2 separate regions of the Sus scrofa genome follow, and region 2 is linked to region 1. The links are chromatin contacts, called in public Hi-C maps. All regions are on one chromosome and are shown on one strand. The core of a region is the stretch at or near the end of the contact, and the rest is flanking DNA. Distances in the headings are between cores, read along the strand shown.

What was found. Hi-C and Micro-C count contacts between places; a contact is called where the count stands out from the background.
Region 2: a contact with region 1 is called in a Hi-C map of omental adipose tissue, with 2.2 times the contacts expected there. The contact joins the enhancer-like site here to the promoter of SNAI1 in region 1. A contact is called at or near these places in 3 of 5 promoter capture datasets (fetal skeletal muscle and liver), 27 of 47 Hi-C or Micro-C datasets (adipose tissue, alveolar macrophages, blood and 14 more) and 2 of 2 datasets of contacts at active chromatin or transcription factors (alveolar macrophages and skeletal muscle).

The regions. Positions count from the first base shown.
Region 1 is chr17:51,544,410-51,547,998 of Sscrofa11.1, forward strand. It overlaps SNAI1 (zinc finger protein SNAI1), which reads left to right and starts at 2,037. Exons shown (of 3, transcript XM_021077961.1): 1 at 2,037-2,231; 2 at 3,011-3,538. The coding sequence starts at 2,150.
Region 2 is chr17:51,608,781-51,612,369 of Sscrofa11.1, forward strand. No RefSeq gene overlaps it. Among named protein-coding and RNA genes, the nearest start is that of UBE2V1, 54 kb to the right of the region's middle. Within about 2 kb of position 1,806, at least 10 of the 83 cell types and tissues checked have an H3K27ac peak or open chromatin away from gene starts, as enhancers often do. A contact at or near this core is called in omental adipose tissue, where this site is marked.

The DNA of each region.
Region 1 (3,589 bases), core at 787-3,286:
TGATGCCAAACTTTTCCAAAGTGGCTTGTCCCTATGACACTCTCACCAGCACAGGACAAAAGCCCTCCTGCCTCCACATCCTCAACACTTGCTATTGACCACATTTTAACTTTTTATCTTTCTGATGAGTGTGAAATTGTATCTCACTTCGGTTTTAATTTGCATTTCAGTCATTACTAATGAGGCTGAGCAGTTGTCGAAGTTCACACTGAAACAAAGACTGCAAAGGAGCTAACCAGGTGAAGATCTAGGGGGAAAGAGATTGGGGGGGGGCAGGGATGATGAACAGCAGGTGCCAAGGTCCTGTGGTGGGCCAGGGCTGGGATGTGGAGGAACAGAAAAAGGGGCGGGGAATCATAGTGCAGGGGAAGCGGAGGAGAGTGGCTCCAGACAAGATCAGCAGAGGTCAGATCAGCAGGTGGAGGCCTGTGGAGAAGAGAGCTTTCACTCTGAGGCAGATTGGAACAGGGGAGGGTTTGAGCAGAGGGACACAGCCTTACTCTCTCCCTCTGGAGGCACGTGGAAAATAGGGACTGGAACTAAAGAGATGTAGAAGGGGATATATTCTTCCTAAAGACTGCCTATGCCCTGTCCCCCACCTTACCCTCCCCTCACCAATTAGAACAGGGTAAGGAAGATTGTTTTGTTCACCGCTGTTATGACCCAAACAGACAGTTGTCCCAGCCCTGTTCTAGGTGTGGAGTGGAGAGGCTTACAGGTGTTCATGGTCCTTGCTTCACAGGTGGGAACAAGTTGGGTGGGGCTTGTGGATTTATCTCTGTGCCCCATCTCTCCCTCAGGCCTGGCATAGCTCTCAAAGTTGGTGGGCTCACAGGAACGCTGAGCGCAAGGGTACAGCTGTCCCCACATTGAATCAGTCAGTGCCCTCCCACCCCCTGCCCCAGGTGGAGCCCAGCATTAGGTCCTTCAGACAGTACTGCTGACCCCAGACAAGCAAAGAGACCATGGCAGCCCCTGCCTTCCCTTCTTCTTTTTCCCACCTGCCCAGTCTTTCTCAAACTCTCAACAGGTCCCTCCTCAGCTGAAAATTCTTCCTTGGCTCCCCAGTGCCCTTGGGGCAAAGTCCAAACTCCTCCAGGCCCTGGACGCCCAGCAGACCTGACCCCTCTGCCCTGCACCCCACCCCCATCCCTGGGAGCTGCTCTCAGCGGCTCTGAAATAGTTACTGATTCCTACCTCAGGCCTTTCCCCTCAGTATTTCTTCACTTCCTCTGGGAAGCTGCCCCCGACCCCCTGTCAAGTGACCCGCCTCTTGACTGTCACAGTGCCCTGTGGTCTCCCCCTCCTCCCCCCATCAAAGCACACTTCCCTTTGCATTGGAATTGTCTGTTTACTTCGTCTGTCTCCTCTACCGGACGGGGTGCTACCTTTGGGCAGAGACCCTGAGTGTTTTGTTCAGGGCTGTATCCCCAGCTCCAGGAACAGTGCCTGGCACGTTAGTGGGCACTCCGCAAACATGTGATAATTGAGGGAACGGATGCATTTTTTTCTAGATGATGCCCGTTTGCTTTGCAGAAAAGGCTGTGGCATTGCACACGGCCAGCAGCCACCTGAAGGTGTCCATTGCCTATCTCCCTCCCTCGTCAATCCCACGCTCTTTGCGAGGCACCCTTCGGGCAAAGGAAATTTCCCACCCCTTCCCAAACCCGAGGCGGTGGCGGTTTTTTCGGAAAGTCAGGTGCCCAGACCCACGGCGCGTGGCGCCAGGGGGCGCCAGAGGCGGGCGACTGTGCCACGCTGAGCTGGCGGGCGCACGGGTCCCGAAGGGGGTCCGGCTTAGGCCGGGGTTCCTGGCGCCACGCCTCCGGCAGCCCGCAGCGGAGCGAGGAGAGCAGCGCCCTCAGCCCGGCGTCCCAGTTGCCCCACCCGGCTCCCAGCGCCACGCGGCGCGAGCCCCGCCAGCCCCAGGCGCACCTGCTTGGGGCGTGGTCTCCGGCGAAGGCCCTCCTTGATTGGTTTGGAGGTGACAAAGGGGGCGTGGCAGCGCTCGGCCCCCGCCCACACGCTGGTGGAGTACTTAAGGGAGTTGGAGGCGCGTCTCCACTCACAGCGCAGCTGCACGGCCTTGCGGGTGGAGGGCCTTGCGATCCCTGCGCGACCCCGTGACCCCCCCGCTGCTTCGGCCACCATGCCGCGCTCTTTTCTCGTCAGGAAGCCCGCCTGCTCCCGACGGAGGCCCAACTACAGCGAGCTACACGACTCTTCTCCAGGTGAGTGGATGGGGTGCCAGACCCCCGGGGGGTTGGGGGGAGCACTCGGTGAAGGCTGCTTGGTGCGGGGGCGGCATATGAGGGGAAGGGACTTGGGGTCAAAATCGAGGGCCCAAAGTCGAGGGCCCAAAGTCGAGTCAAAGGATACGGCCTGGAGAAACGTGGAGAGGGATGTGACTAGCCCCGGGCAGGTGGATCTGGGAGATTGGGAGAGGGCTTTTAGAGGGCGGTGGTCTTGGGCTGAGGGGACTTTTTAGGCGCCGAGAGGCGGGGAGCCCCAAGAGCACTGAAATGGGGGGAAGAGGCTTGTGTCTGGATACCCGCCGGCCAGTGTCTGGGAAGAGTCCGGAGTCCAGAGGATTTGGGGGGAGGGGGCAGGAGGAGAGACGTGTATGGAAGGGGGTCTGGGACAAGCGCAGTGCCTCGGCAGCCGAGGCGATTAGGGGCCAGGGTGCTGGGGTCTTTCCTCAGGCTGGGGACTTGGTCAGCTCAGGAGGAAGGAAACCTAGGAATGACCTCCCTGAGCTGGAGGGATCCTTCCTGTAAGATCTGGAAGTTGAGATGGAAGAACGGGTGACCTGGCTGAGGAGTGGGCTCTGCCAGGGCAGAAACCTGTCTTTTACTCATTTAAAAGCAGTAACCCTCTCTTATTCATTTAATAAGCACGGAGTGCCAACCCCACTCAGCCCCTGGCCCACATCAGGCAAATGTTTGCTGACTGACAGACTGACTGACCAACTTAATGCCTAACTTTGCCCTTTTCTCTGTCTCCCCACCAGAGTTCACTTTTCAGCAGCCCTATGACCAGGCCCACCTGCTGGCAGCTATCCCACCTCCTGAGGTCCTCAATCCCACCGCCTCACTGCCCACGCTCATCTGGGACTCTCTCCTGGCACCCCAAGCCCAGCCGATTGGCTGGGCCTCCCTTCTGCCCCAGGAGATCCCCAGGGCTGTCGAGCTGACCTCCCTGTCTGACGAGGACAGTGGGAAAGGCTCCCAGCCCCCCAGCCCACCCTCACCGGCTCCTTCGTCCTTCTCTTCCACCTCAGCCTCCTCCCTGGAGGCCGAGAGTTATGCTGCCTTCCCAGGCTTGGGCCAATTGCCCAAGCAGCTGGCCGGTCTCTCCGTGGCCAAAGACCCCCAGTCTCGCAAGGCCTTCAACTGCAAATACTGCAACAAGGAGTATGTCAGCCTGGGTGCTCTCAAGATGCACATCAGAAGCCACACGCTGCCCTGCGTGTGTGGCACCTGCGGGAAGGCCTTCTCCAGGCCCTGGCTGCTGCAGGGCCACGTCCGGACCCACACCGGTGAGTACCCTGCAGGCTGGCTGCCTTTCTGACCCTCCCATGCCTTCTCTG
Region 2 (3,589 bases), core at 556-3,055, 64 kb after region 1:
CGGGGGAACTGGGGGGTGGCAGCAGGTGGAGGACCCCCACCCCGCCTTGTTGGGGTAGGGGTGCCCCCCCCAGCCCAGCTGACCTTGGCTGCTGCTCACTCCTGCGGCCCTGAGTCAGGGACACTGGGCCAGAAGGGTCTGGAGAGGTTGAACCCATTGCTCAGAGGAGAGAAACTGAGGCCCAGAAGAGGCAAGGATGGTTCCAGGTTGGTGGTTGACAGCGGTGTGAAGGGGCTCGGCAAAGGGGCTCGGCGAATCCAGCGCAGAATGAGGGTGCAGTGAGACCCAAGGAAGGGAGGGAGGAGGGAAAGAAGGAGGGAGGGGCATTATGGCCTCCTGGCTTTTAGTTCCTGAGGGAAAACATTATTTTTGCTCTCTGGGCCTCAGTTTCTTCATCTGTAAAATGGGGGTGGCTAGAGTATAGACTTTGTTGGATTGCTGGAACAGTGACCTAGACCTGGCTCTGGTGACATGCTGGGTGGTATGTGGGCTGTGTACCAGGTAGTGGCTCAGTTCTCTCTCTCTCTCTCCCTGAGGCTCCTTTGATTCCTGCTTCTCCTTCCCCCACTAGAGCACAATGGCCTCCTCCAGGAAGGCGCCCTGACTTCCACTCAGACCTCTCCCTTTGTGCCAGGCCCCGTGCCCTTTCTGGGGCCTCTCTCAAGGGCCCTCCCCAACTCCATGGCATGACTGGTACCTGTGCTATTGCCCCTCTGGCAGATGGGGAAACAGAGGGTCAGGAGGTACCTAATGTCCCCACCCCCTCATCCCTGCAAATGAAGAAACGAGGGCCCCAGTGCCAGGAAAAGGAGGAGCTGGGTGTGCACTGGAGCAGCTTCACCTGGTCCAAAGTCAGGAAACCTGGCTGCTTCTCCTGCCCCTACCCACCAACCTCTTGGCACAGGAGGTGAGGCCCCACGCCAGTCCTGGGTGGTAAGCCCTGGGGAAAGGGGTGGGAAGCCCTGGCCTGACTGTCCACTCCCCTGCAGTCTGGAGCCCAGGCTGGCCCTGGATGTCCCTTGGGTGGCTGGAGAGTAGACTCGTCCCAGGGGAGAAGGCTGTGGGACAAGGTGAGGGCCTTGCTCTCAGAAGTGTCCCTGCTCAGCTGAGTAGGGATGCAGCTCCTTGACAGCTGAGTCCCCATTTTTCCACCATCTTAACCCTTGTACCCAGCACAGAACACCCTCAGTACAGCTTTGCCGAATGAGTGACTGAAGCGTCATAATATTGAGCTCTTATGGGCCAGGCACTCTTCTGAGCAAAACTTAGGGTAACTTCTTTAATATTCACATAAACTGCTGGGGGAAGGACTATTTTAATTCCCATTTTACAGAAGAGGCTCAGAGAGGGTGAGTGCCTTGCCCAAGATCACACAGCCAGAGCTAGGATTTGAACCTAGGTCTCCTAGCTCCAGATCAGACACTTTTAACCATATGTATCCCTGCCAGGGTGGCAGTAAACCTGAAACAAGGTTGGTACCTGGCACACAGTAGGTGCTTTCCCATGCACCCCCACCCCACCGCCTGGCGCCTGGATTCACATTTCGGCCCAGCCTCGAGGTCAGCGGCCCGTTCTGCCCTGTGCTGGGAGGAATGTTCGTGGTGGCCTCGGCCCGGGTCCGAGAAGAAAGGCAGCCTTGTGGGCGAAAGGTGAGCCGCTGGGTGGGCGCGGGCCTGTTTACCCAGGGCCGGGCGTGTGGCTCGGGGTGGCGCCGCTGTCAGCCGCGCCGGCTGCCCCGGGCCTGTGCTGGCCTCCAGATGTGAGCTGGCTCCAGCCGGCCGGGCCCCCCCACCCCATGCACAGAGGGGCTTTATCAAAAGCGGCTGTGAGGAGGCCCGGGAGGCCGCCTGGCTCCAGCCTGCTGGCTCCACGCCCCGGGCCTGCAGAAGCCCAGCGAGCGAGCCTGGACTCCTGTGCCCAGGGCTTCATCTGCTCCCCCGCCAGCTCCGCTGCTCTCCTTGGGGGCCTCTGGGGGCCCAGACCAGGGGTGAAGCCCCCTGTTCCAGGAAACTGGAGCTCCAGGAGCAATCTGGAGGGGTGATGATGCAAGAAAACTTCTTTGAAATTAATTTTCTACATCTCTGAGGGGGAAGGTAACGCACACAGAAGAAAAAAAAACAAAACACGAAACAGTCAAATTCAAGGGTGCTAAGTGAGTAGCAAAGACACTCGTGGGAAGAATAAATTGCGGGTTTAGAACGGAGGTTCCTGTGAGCGGGGAGGAAAGTACCGGGAGGGGTCACTGAGGCCCAGTTCTCTCCACATTTTCTTTCTTGGGTTGGTGGTGGGGATGTTATTCTTTATGTTTTCTTTGTTGGCTTGAACTCTTTTGTATTAATAAATAATAATAACTGGAGGGAAAAAAAAAGAGAAAAAGCCAGGACTTCTTCCTGTTTCTGACCCTTAGCCCTGCCCCCGTTAAGAGTGTCTTCTGGGAGGTCTATAGTGACAGCTGGTTAAGGATCTGGTGCTGTCACTGCAGGGGCACGGGTGTCACTGCAATGCCACAGTTGCTGTTGTGGCAGGGGTTCGACCCCTGGCCGGGGGAAATTCTACATGCTTCAAAAACAAAATAAATCTGGTCCTTTCTAGAGGTTGTCTGAGGGTCCACAAACAAATCCGTATCTATTCTCTTTCCTATTTTGTCTTTGTTTTACAATAGTATCAAGATATACATTGGAGCGGTTTTTACTCAGCAACATATCCCAGGCCCTCCCTCTAGCCCTGTTCTTTTTCATAGCTGCGTAGTATTCCACCCTGGGAAGTCACCTCAGCTTATTCTCCAGGCTCTCCTTGAGGAACATTTAGGTTGTTGCCTGTTTTCACTACCACAGACCACACTGAGGTGGACCTCATCCCCATACGTGGTGTCTTTGGGGACTTAAGCAAGTATTTCTTTTTCTTTCTTCCAGGCAACATGTATTTTCTACATGATCAGCTCTAAGCGGAATCTCAGAGATGTCATATTTACTCTTCACGCTAATTCGCCCCTCCTGAAGCTGGTTTCCTTGTGTCAGCTCACCAGCAATGCTGCTGACAAGGAAACTGAGACCCAGAGCCAATCAGCTGTCCTGCAGGGTGAGCGGGAACAGCTTCACCAGGAGCTTGTTAAAAAAACAAGCCCCAAACCTCCTTTCTTTGTTTCTCTCTGAATGCAAAAGAGAAATGTGTTCGTTGCAGAAACTTTAGAAAATAAAGAAAATAACAAAGTTAGAAAAGAAAAAAGAAAATAAAGCCTTCCTCCCCTGGACCCCACCCCCCAGCCTGCCATGGGGATACGGACCAGGTTTGGACTTCTGGGTGAGCTGGATTCCTCTCCACCTCCGTGCCTAACTTGCTGCGTGACCTCAGGCAAGTCACTCAGCCTCTCTGGGCCCCTGCATCCTCATCCATAACTGGGGTTACCAAAGGCACCAGCCTTGAAAGGCTGTTGTGAGAATCAAATGAAATCACGTGGGTACAGGGTAGCCCAAAATAAAATGCTTTATAGGGGGTGGCTGTGGCAAGCTTTCCCTGACACCTGTGCAGCTGAATCCAGTACTTTCTCATTGACTCTGCCCCCCTAAGTGAGGTCTAGTATGTTTTATTC